Regions from separate parts of the Zea mays genome. Here region 1 is linked to region 2. Evidence: chromatin contacts called from public Hi-C data. All regions are on one chromosome and are shown on one strand. Each heading gives the region's core, a stretch centred on a gene start, on an enhancer-like site or on the middle of the called end of the contact. The rest is flanking DNA. Distances are from core to core; before and after follow the strand shown.

Region 1 (6,096 bases), core at 1,252-3,751, 270 kb before region 2:
ATCAAACAAAATATAGAGCGAAAACAAAATTGTTTACGAAGGTTGCACATAATGTGATTTCAGGGGCTTGAACGACACACCATAATCCACGCGAGTACAAGCTCTAGTGTATTCAGCGTCAACGCGTGTGCGGCCAACAGGGCAACGACAACACATCAAACCTTTGTAACCAGCGCAACAGACGCAATTGTGGCTTGTTAGTTGTGGTACACGATAAGTACACGCAATAGGCACAACAGGCGCAACAAGCGTAATTGTGACTTAATAGTTGTGACACACATGCAATGCCTTCAGGGCCCACGAAAAATGTGTGACTCGGCGATGGCGGTCCGACTCAACGGGAGCGATCCGATTAAGCGAGAGTGCGACATAGCAATCACATGATGCAACCAAGTTCGAACGGCACAAATATTGCGTCGTGTTGCCAGGGTGCAGTCAATATTCAGCTAATGCCATAACTCAGCCGATAATAACATAGTTTGATCAGTGTGTCCGAGTACCCACTATAATTTTTAATCGCTCGACGTGAATCAGAAAGCTCAACATAATATAAATATTTAGAGAGATTTAAGTATGTACAATACAACCTTCATATGTATTTTAATTTTCTGCTAAGTATCTACTACAGGAAATAAAAGCAGAAAACAAACACAATAAAAAGTAGAAAACAAACACATCATGTGTAAAAGGCAATTTTCTATATTTAAGCATGTATTTTTCTACTAATTATTTGCGACAGGAAATAATTAATTAATGTAAAAACTCCAACACAAAACATGGTTTATTCTATTTATTATTTACAATAGAAAATAAATAGAATTAATAATATTCAGCATACATACAAATTAAAACCGTACCACAGTTTATTAATTCAATAGAAATTCAATGAAAAAAATGTTTTGATCAGTTTTCGTTTTTTTCATAGGACTCTTTCCTTTCTGAGGCGCAGTGAGCGCATGCACCGATTTGACCGCATGCAGGTGATCCTCTTTTTGAGGGATGTGGCATGCACCGCTTTGACCGCATGCAGGTGATCAATGACGCAGCTTGGTCATCGTGGTGTCCATATTCCCCATGCCGAGGATGAACGGTAACGTTACCACGTCCAACAGGGACAACGTATACAACAACGGATCAACCAATAAATATACCGCTTGTGTGTAGAGGGAGAATCGAAGGCTGTCTCGTAGGACAGTTCGGCTAGGCCGAGAGACCTGCCGGTTTGATGAAGAGTTGATGCAGATCTGATTCCGTAGCAACATCGAGGTAGAGCGTGCTGATAACGTGTTAAGAACTACGTTACCACGGATCACCAGATCCGCACCCTTCCCTCCATCAGCAGTAGAGGCGTGAGAAGCTGTAGAGAACCTGTCTCCCTTCCCAAAAGCACGACAGAGAAACAGACAAAACACAGGGTATAGAGTTGGACCTTTAGCCTCTTTCTCTTTACTGTATTATGAGGGGTGTACAGGTTCCTTATATAGAGATGTGAGACTCCTCAGGAGTAAATCAGGTATTTGCCCACATAACCCTAACTAGGGTTACTTAACAGTTCAGACAGGTAAAACATTTTCCGTCCATTGAGAACTGGACTGCGAGTCTGCGACAATTATAGGTGTACATTTGGGCCGGGCCTGATGGGCCGGCCCGAAGCACGGAAAAAAAAGCACGGCCCAGGCACGGCACGACCCGAAATAATTTAGTGCCGGGCCGGCACGGCCCGTTATATCGGGCCGGGTTTGGGCCGAGGTCACGGCCCATGGGCGGGCACGAGCACGGCCCGTTTAAGGCAGGCACGAAAAGGCCCATATAGAGGCACGAAAAGGCCCATATATTTATTAAAACCATACTTCATTTCGCACTTTCATATACTTGATAAAGAACACAAAGCTAGAGATAATGCTAGTTAGATGTTTTTTTGTATCTTTGAATTAGATTGTGTGATGTAATTTTACTTTTGTTATGAACATTAGACAATAAACTGAACTTACGAACTTTGTATACATCTGATTATACTCTTTTTCCTTCTAACAAAATGCGAGGTAGACATTGCATAGATGTGGTAACTTTAATACAAATATTAAGTTTGATTTTGTATAAATTTATTTGTCTTATATTTTATTTGTTTTATTATTTTTTTGAATTTAGGGCTCTAATATGAATTTTGGGCCAAAAACTGAATTTCGGGCCAAAAATTGAATTTCAGGTCCTAATGTGAATTTCGGGCTTTTATAATTTTGGGCCGCCCGAAATAAGCCCGGCACGTTTAAGCAATTACGGGCCGGGCCGTGGGCCGAGGGCTAGGCCCATGGGCCGGCCCGGCACGGCCCGAAATTCAAACGGGCCGGGCCGGCCCAAAATTCAAACAATACGGGCCTTTTCGGGCTTGGGCCGGACCGGGCCGGGCGGCCCGAATGTACACCTATAGCGACAATGTCAAAACTTGAGATACAGCCCAAGTTTACACTCCAGAAGATGGGCCCTAACCATCAGACCAAATCAAGCACAACCCACCGCCGCGTGCCTCCACCGCTCCGGTCTGTCTCCAGCAACGGCGGCGGCCATGCAGGTGCCGGGCCGCCTCCGGCGCGTCCTCCGGGCGCCGCCACCCAGAATCCTACTCTACCGCGCGATCTCCTCCCCGCCGCCCGGTGGCGGCAGCGGGGTGGCGGTGAAGCAGGTGACGCGGGGGAACATGGAGGAAGCCCTGGAGAAGCTGCGGGGACGCGTGCGGGAGGCCGCATTCGTGGGGTTGGACCTGGAGATGAGCGGCGTCACGAGCGCGCCCTGGAGAGACACCTTCGAGCTCGACCGCGCCGACGTGCGCTACCTCAAACTCCGCGACTCCGCGGAGCGGTTCGCCGCCCTACAGCTCGGCGTCTGCCCTTTCCGATGGGACCCTGCCAAGTCCGCCTTCGTTGCCCATCCGTGCGTGCCTCTTTGTCTCGCCTCAATATCCTTCATGTTCTAGTTCTAGTAATCCATTAGTAGCTGAGGTTTCTGAATACTTATTGAGGTTTTGGAGGGTTGCGATTAGCACATTTTTGTGCTGTGGGCAACATTTTGGCCTGATTTCCTGTAGAAAGTTTCATGGTGTTATTTTGGAGGAGAAGCCACATTAGGCAGCCTTTTCTGAGCAGGTGTGAGAAAACAACAATTATTAGTTTGGTTTATCGTGCTTGGTGCAATGCTCCGCAATGATAAGCTCATAAGGAAATGGAGTTCTGAATCCGAGAAACCTAAGCAAAATGTTGATTTTTTTTATCATGAACATGTATTACCTTGCAGTGCCAAACTAGGTTGCACAGCCATTCTGCAGAACCTGTGTGGTAGTTTCATCTACCATGTTGCACATTGATGCTGTTCTGGCACCAGAGGCAAATGTGATTTTCTCTCTGGTAGGGGGCGACAGCAGTACAAATTTTGTCAAAATTTGATCGAATTTAAAGTTTCTAGTGGAAATTGTGATAGCCACAAGCCAACATTGAACCTAGCCATCTAATAGAGACAAAACCCGAAAGAAATCCGTTGGGACGTAACCCTCTTAGCGATGTGCCATATCAGAAACCGTGTAATGGTGTCAAATGGGCAAGGACCGGCCGCTCGACACCTCCTTGGTGACGCGTCGTGACTGCGTGGATCTTTACCAACGTTTGAATATAAAGGAAGGAGAGAAGGACATACATTGGATGGCTAGGGTCCATGAGAGAAAGACAAGATGCTTCAATCAAGTTAATTGCATTAAGGATGAAAAAGAGCGCCTCTTGGTGAAGGAGGATGAGTTAAGATAGATAGTGAGAGTATTTTGACAAATTGCTCAATGGGGAGAATGGGGTCACAATATTTCAGTTGGATGACTCTTTTGATGACAACAACAGGCGCTTTGTGTGTAGGATCCAAGAATATGAGGTTAGAGAGGTATTGAAAAGTATGAAAGGGGGTAAGCCACTGAGATCTGATGGTATCCCAATCAAGGCATGGATATGCCTCCGGGATATAGCTATAATATGGCTAACCAAGTTATTCTACCATATCTTTTTTGTCGAATAATATGCTTGACAAGTGGAGAAGAAATATATTGGTACCAATCTACAAGAATAAGAATAAGGTAGATATTCAAAGTTGTACCAATTACTGTGGAATTAAGTTGACGAGCCGTACTATGAAGTTGTGGGAGAGTTATTGAGCATCGTCTGAGAGGAATAACAAGGATCTCTATGAATCAATTTGGTTTCATGTCCGAAATGTCAACCGTGGAAGCTATTTTCTTAATAAGACAATGAATGGAACAATGTATTAAGAAGAAGGACATACACATGGTTTTCCTCGACTTGGAGAAGGCTTATGACAAAATATCAAGGAGTGTTACGTGGTGGGCTTTGGACAAACATAAAGTTCCAAGGAAGTTGTTGGATTTATTAAGGACATGTACAATAATGTTGTGACTAGTGTTTGAATAGTGACGGGGACACAAATGACTTCCAGATTAGAATATGACTACATCAAGAGAGCTTTGAGTCCTTATTCCGGCCGAGCTTTGAGTCCTTATTTTGCTTTGATGATGGATGAGGTCACAAGGGACATACAAGAGGATATTCCTTAGTGTATGTTTTTTGCATACGATGTAGTACTAGTTGATGAAAGTCAGGCAAGAGTAAATAGGAAACTGAAGTTGTGGCAGGAGACTCTAGAGTCTTAATGTTTGACTCAATAGAACTAAAACTGAATACATGAGATGTGACTTCGACACTACTGTACATGAGGAAGATGTTAGTTTGGAAGGTCAAATAGCCCATAGGAAGGATGCCTTTCAGTATTTAGAGAGATCAATATTGATGAAGATGTTAGTCATGGAATCAAAAGTAGGATGGAGGAAGTGATGCCAAACATCTGGCATTCTATGTGACAAGAGGGTATCACATAAGTTAAAAGCAAGTTTTATAGAACGATGATTAGAGCTGCTATGTTATACGGTGCGGAATGTTGACCTAAAAATACATCTTGTTCAGTAGATAAGTGTTCAGTAAATGGTAGGATGCATTGGATTTGTGGCCATATGAAAAGGGATCAAGTTCGGAACAATGATATACGTGATAAGCTAGATGTAGCACCAATTGAAAAAGCTTGTTTAACACGATTGAGATGGTTTAGACATGTCTAACGGAGACCTCCAGAGGCATGGGATCCTAGGACGCGATAGTAATGAATAGAGACAGATGAAGGCCAAAGTTGACATGGGAAGGCCGTAAAAGAAGACTTGAAACACTGAAATATATCCAAAGGTTTAGCCTTAAATAAGAGCAAACGGATAACAGATATCCACATGCCTAGACCTTAATTTTGTGGCTTCTGTTGGGTCTCAACTCTAGAACACCCCTTGTTTGGGTCTAAAATATTTTGTTGTTGGAGATTGTATTAACTTATGGTGTCCTCGCCCTTGATTGGCACACAGTGGGTTGTGCCAGATTAACTACCACTTTGAAAAAATGATTCTAGAGCCTTACACATGACCAACACTACCCATGTCCAATATATGTTGCTCTGTATCTGTCTGTATCAGTCTTTTCATACAATAACGTTCCCTCTTTCAACATCGTAGTTGTGAGGGTTTGCACTTTGCAGTAGATTGAGTGCCTTATTACTTCTTTTTAATTTAATGTTAGTTGTTGATTGCTTGTTCACTTATTAAACAGTTTTGCAGTTGACTTATTTTTCTGGATATAACCTTTTTTTCTTGCAGGCATAACTTCTTTATCTTCCCTCGCAAGGAGCTCCCTAGTGATTGTTCATCTCATGAGTTTCTTTGTCAGACAACTTCAATCGAGTTCCTAGCAAAGTACCAGTTTGATTTCAACACATGCTTCCGTGAAGGTGCTTTCTTTTACCTGTAATAGTTTGCTAAGCTGTTACTTTATGCCTTCTCTGTCAATGGAGAGTGCAAGATGTGCCTATCACACATTACTCGTTTTATAGTTCTTCATTGTCCAGTACATTAGAGATAAGACCATGTTCCATGCATGTTATTCCCAGAGCATTTGTTTATTTACAATATTTGGTTAATCTCAGGAATATCTTATCTATCCAGAGCACAAGAGG
Region 2 (6,078 bases), core at 3,011-5,510:
CCATAGAATCAAAGCGGAGTGAATAAAGTGGTGAGCATCTAGCGTTCTAGGTGACAAGAGGGTCTTGTAGAAGCTAAAATGCAAGTTTTATAAGATGGCGACTAGACCTACTATGTTGCATGGTGCAAAATGTTTGTCCACAAAAAAATGTTCAACAAATAAAGTATTGTGGAAATGCGTAGTTACATTGGATTTGAAGCCATACAAGAAGAGAACGAATTCAAAACAATGATATACATGATAGGCTAGGGGTAGCACCAATTGAAGAAAAGCTTGTTCAACACCGATTGAGATGGTTTGGACATGTGGAAAGAAGCAGGGGAAGGCTGAAATTGACATGGAAAACAGCTATCCACGTGTCTGATCCTTGACTTGTGGGGGTTTCAACTCTAGACTAACCCAACTTGATTGGTACTAAAAGGCTTTGTTATTGTTGTTGACTGTATGCCAATTTCATAGCCCCAACAGCATTAAAAACAGTCAGACGTGATTTTAGAAAGAATTTGAAAATGTTGTGCACAAAAGAAAAGGAATTTTGCTCCAAAATGCCCTATGTTTTCTCAGAAGCATCGATGAATTAGGGTATATGAGAGGAGGTACAGATACAAACCATAACAGGGACCTTAGGCAAAGGTGCACTAGATGGAGTGATCCCATTAGTTCTCTGTACTGTATCAACAGAAATGGTGGCTTTGCCAGCATATGGTTGACTCCTTGGCGTATCAGGAGCACCTCTTGTAATAAAACTTTGAGGTCTTGAGGAACCGGCAGATCTAAGTGGTGGCATGGACCTAATCTGATCATAACCTACTGGTGGAGACACATCACTACGAACACTTAAAATCCTTTCAGGTGATCTGTGCCTCAAACCATCGTCTGTCCATGAGGGGTAAGATTTTCTTGAAGGGTTCGATTTTAACAAGTCATCCGCAGTTCTTGAATAAGGAACTCGACTTACAACAGAAGAGTTCCTTGACCCTAGGACATCCTCCCTTGAAAAATATCTGGACCTTAACTCTGGTGGCTCATCTCTCATATCATAACTAGCCCTTGATTCTGCAGCATGGCCTCTAGAATCATATCTTGGCAACTTCTTATGATTTCGGGAAAGCTTTTCACGGAGATCCATTGTATTCTGTTCTGCACCACCATTGCTCCTCTGAAACGAGCCTTTCCTCATGAGTTTCAGTCTCAGATCATCCTTGCCAACCAAGCGATCTTCAAATATTTTGCACGCCAATGCAACAGAGTAAGTAGTGCCAGATATCTTCAATTCAAGCCCTAGTGAATTGACAAGAAATTAAGGTTTTTCATCACCTGAACCATCATCTCCATGTGAGCTATTAATTTCTGTCTGTTGCCTGCAAAGTGAGAGTGGAACCACAGGGATAAGCAGTCAATTACACTTTATATAAGAAAAAGGCAAGGAGTGACCTGTTTGCAGTGGCAGAATGTAACAAAATGAACACAGTAAATAGAACCACACATGCTATGATCTCAAAGACAAGTTCTTCACAAATATATAAGATAAAGTAAAAACAAGGACAAAAAAGAATGTAATATGCAAAGGAGGAGCATGCAGTGCAGTGCACAATTGGATAGAAGGGCGACATCGGTGTACATGTCCAATTGCCATATATATCATAGTTGTTAAAGCGTCCAGCGGTAAAGCGTGCAAAAATCGTAAGGCGTCCCAGTCGCCTTATCTCAGAGCCTAAGGCGTCCGCTTTGGACAGTAGGGCATCGCCCCGGCGCCTTACGCTTTATCGCTTAAAAGATTAAAAAAGGGGGCCACTCGCCTTACCGCTTTAACAACTATGATATATATAGATAAGCTAATTTGCTAAATTATGAACAAGTAAAGATGATATGATAAATTAACACATGTCTGCTTAAGGTTATCACAAATATGTGTATCAGAAATCAAATGTAAAATAGTTATTATTAGCAATAGCGCCATAGCGGTAACCCAAATATGTAGGCTACAAGGCAGAGTGGTGGAGTTGACAATGTATAAACTATAAAAAAGCATTTGGTTTTGTGTGATTGAAACATTGTGATGAAGCTGAAGCCATGGCTCACAATTGGGGGCGAATTACCACAAAGGAACAAACTGTCAGTCTGTCCCTAATGATGTGGAAAGAATCCTTTGTATATTATAATGTAGCTAAAAACTTTGAAGCCTACACAAACAATGGAAATAGCAGACCCAAGAAAGATTACCTTTTGTTCCTCTGCTGGCTTCCATAAAAATCAGAATCAGACACATTACTTCCTAACCTATCCCTCACAGATCGTTTTTTCCCCGACAATGGCATTTCATCGCCGTTAATATCATCAGATATAGTCCTCCTTTTAACAACCTAAGGTGAACAAAAATAACATAAACATGTAAAGAAGGTGATATCAAAATTCATCGAGGTTTGGGAAAGCTTAAGATGCAAATAACATGTATGTAACACACTAACACAAAGGCAATGGCATCAGTCAGCTAGCATTTCACATCATAGCAAACCTTAAAACCGATCGTGTATGCTTTGTCAAATCCAAGATAGATTACAAACAAATCATTATAGAAAAAAATGAAGAAAAAAACATGCATAATAGAAGTGCTAGCGTGAGTGGCTTCACTGCTAATAATGAAATCATCCTGATAAGTATTGATATGGTGTGCATATATGTTCGTTAGACATTACAACTAACAGCATAAAAGATCTGAATGCAGAATGTGCAATTGTGCAAACATGAAACAAATGATTGATAATCTTCGATACGACCAGCAGGTACAAATAAACACTACTACAAAGAGTGTGCCCTAGATGAAACTTGCACGATAACATTCATTGTACAAGCTTCTATTGTTTCTCCCAATGTCAGAAAATTGTCCACTTCACAGTCATTCAAGTGCTGCTTATTTCATATACACATATTTGTAGCAACATAAGGAATAAACATAATCTGCATCAACAAATTCCACCCCTCCACATTTAAATTTATCATGCCCTTATGATTGACAACCATTTCCAATCCCCTCTCATGTATCTTGAGGAGAAAAAACAATAATATCACTGAAGGAGATCCAGAGATTTCTCTACTATATCCCACAACATCAGAACACCCATGCGGGTACTTCTCGTGTTAACTCCACCCCCCCCCCCCCCCCCCGCACCCCAACCACACTTAGAAACTCAAAGCTACCGAGTGGGCAATCACATACTCCCTCCGTTCATAAATCTCCAACATATTAGCCATCGGTGAAGTGACCAAGGAACAACAAAGAGCGTCAATTTGTTTTTAATTACCACAGTGTTAACCCGCTCACAACCGCATGTCGTGCCTTTTCGTGGTTGGTGATCCATGGCAAGTAGCAAAGCGACTACATGGATGAGCGGTGTGGTACTCCAATCAGAATTCGAAATAAATCAGTACAGGAGCAGACAACGAATAACGGGAGGACAGCATAGTAAAAACGCGGCAGCAGAAATGAGGTGTTGCATGCTCGCCAAACTAAAATAGACGGAAAGACCACCTAATACGATGGAGATTTTTGAATAAATTCAATTTGCTTATACGCTGGAGATTTAGGAACGGAGGGAGTATATATTAAGCCACCTTCCAAAAATCACAGCATCGTCCCTTGATTTGAGGTATACAGCAAGATTGTACTCTCGGTAGTCAACAACCAAATCCAACACCATGCGACCAACTTTTGACCACCAAATCGCATAGGATCCCTCCATATAATACGGTAATATCTGATACCCCGCACTCTAAACCTAAACTAAGGTTAACAAATGATATACAGACCTCTACCAAATCAGCGGCCATGTTCTCTCTTGCTGGAGAGTCTGCTCTGATGCTAATCAATCAACATTCAAGCCCTGAACGACTCCGTAGGCAAATCCGCAACGAAGAATGAGACCACGCTGGCTTTATAAACACGGATTGACCGGGGCTGGACGGCTCACCTGACCGCTGCGGCCGAGGGTGATGGTGACCTGGTGCCTCGAAGATGCCGACGAGGAGGCCATCTCCACCGCCGCCGACGCGCAGAGGACGGCTTCCGCGGAAGAGGCGACGGGAGCGGCGCGACCGGGACAAGGCCAAGGACCGGCTAGGGTTTCGGGGGAATGAAGATTAGGGGCGTGCCGCGTGCGCTGAGACGGAGTTAACCGGCGCTTGGGACGAGAGGAGCCTCGCTTTGGTGACGCTGCCCATGCCCACACAGCACACGCACGCAGGTGCGGGCGGGCATTTTTCGCTTTGCCGGTTTCGACGGCGCTTTACTTTTTACTAGAACTTTAACCAGCGCGCTATGATAAAAAGTGCCTGTCCAAATGCACTAAAATTAAGTTGAATAAACAATCTAACTAATAAATCAACTATTAGCTATTTTTAGCAAATTAGTTACTAGCTAGCTAGCTATTTGTTAGATACATAATTTCACTAGCTAACTAATTATTATCTCTAGTGCAAATACCCTAGAAAAAATAAATAAAGTAATGAACCACAAAAACATCACTCGAACTAACTCTTACTGAAAATCGAACAATATCTATTGACTCTAAGATTGTCTTCGGTGAATCTTGTAAAATAGATGACACGATACTGTAGATAATATTGTTTGACACTATTTATAAGTGAAATTTGAAATAAAGGATGAGATAGGGGACCTGCTAGAGACAACCTAAACAAAGCTTAGATCCTCTATTGTGTAGATATACTTTTGGAAACCTTTCATAAAGCCAACAAATTTGCTTACTATTCGGTAAATACATAAGATCCTACTTGCAAACCCTTAGCCTCATACAGGGTAGTTGAAATCGAAGTACTGTAAAAAATGGTACGACATCGTCACGGTTAAAACCGGTCCTAGCATTTTAGAGGCTCCGAGTGAAACTAGTACATATGCCTCTCTCTCTCTCTATAAAAAATCATAAATATATAATTAAAGAAATTATTAATTGATGTAAAAAACAATTTCTATTGAGCGCAATAAATTTTTCTAATATTGTAAAATGATAAATGTAAATTGTAGTCATAAACACATACTTGCACTTGATATTATGTGAAAAGTTTCTTCTCACATTTTACACTTGATATCACTTGGTATCGAGTAAGATAAGGGTTTGGGACCAAAATTTGGACTTTAGATCATATGTCAAAGTAGCGGTTTCGAGCTCGGGCTTTTCAACTTTTTTAAGAGAAATCCGATTCTTAGAATCTGACCACCCACCCTGCACAGCGCCTCCGCGAACGGTTTGTGCGATGCTAGGTGAGTCATGAACCATGAGTCATTAAATTGATAAACCAGAGGTGGTGTGACATGTCTATGCAATGCAACTAGATTAGATCACAAACCACGTGTCAAGAAATTGATGAATATGCAATGCAACTAGATTAGATCACAAACCATGTGTCAAGAAATTGATGAATTGGTTCAATCTCTTAGTGATTCCGTCCATGATGGTGAACACCGCAATACGCGACAACACAAGGGTGTCGATTCGTTTCTTAGGTTTGCGTCAATTCGTTTTTCAACATTAGATATATCTTATACAATATATTTGATATATGGAATCAGGATCCCATATGAAAGGGAAATGTGCTCGTGGGCAATTTCTATTATGTTTTGGTGATTAAGTGCCCAACACATTTAATTAAGTTCTTATGTGCTAAACTAGGTGAGTGCCCGTGCGTTGCAACGGAAACGTATAATGTCACGATAATTTATGTAAAAATATGTGTTATATTGTTAAGAGAACCAGTTTCGTAATCTATTTGTGATTCTAGTGATAAGATGAAGAGCGAGAAAATTCAATCTATGGAAATACAGAAGATGAAGAACTGGTCGAAGGTTACAACGCTTTCCGTTTTGTGGGCATCAGAGAACCAAGTTCAAAATTTGCATACCCATGAAGTGTTGTTCAATAATGATCGAAACTTAGAGTAGATGAATAAAGAAGCATGCATGAAACAAAGACAAAGAAGAAAAAAGCCATGCAAGTCGAAAGCAGCTAGCCAGCTAGTGATCTGTCAACAGCATCAGCACACTGCACTGGTTCACGTGAGGTGCTC

What was found. Hi-C and Micro-C count contacts between places; a contact is called where the count stands out from the background.
Region 1: a Hi-C map of leaf shows a contact between it and region 2, with 6 times the contacts expected there. The contact joins the promoter of LOC100383372 here to the promoter of LOC100283603 in region 2. A contact is called at or near these places in 4 of 25 Hi-C or Micro-C datasets (ear, leaf and tassel).

The regions. Positions count from the first base shown.
Region 1 is chr10:126,528,920-126,535,015 of Zm-B73-REFERENCE-NAM-5.0, reverse strand. It overlaps LOC100383372 (Poly(A)-specific ribonuclease PARN), which reads left to right and starts at 2,501. Exons shown (of 7, transcript NM_001176028.1): 1 at 2,501-2,928; 2 at 5,741-5,871; 3 at 6,067-6,096. The coding sequence starts at 2,564.
Region 2 is chr10:126,259,937-126,266,014 of Zm-B73-REFERENCE-NAM-5.0, reverse strand. LOC100283603 (SAM domain family protein) reads right to left here and starts at 4,260. Exons shown (of 7, transcript NM_001156504.2): 1 at 3,969-4,260; 2 at 2,224-2,363; 3 at 1,318-1,361; 4 at 611-1,218. The coding sequence starts at 4,031.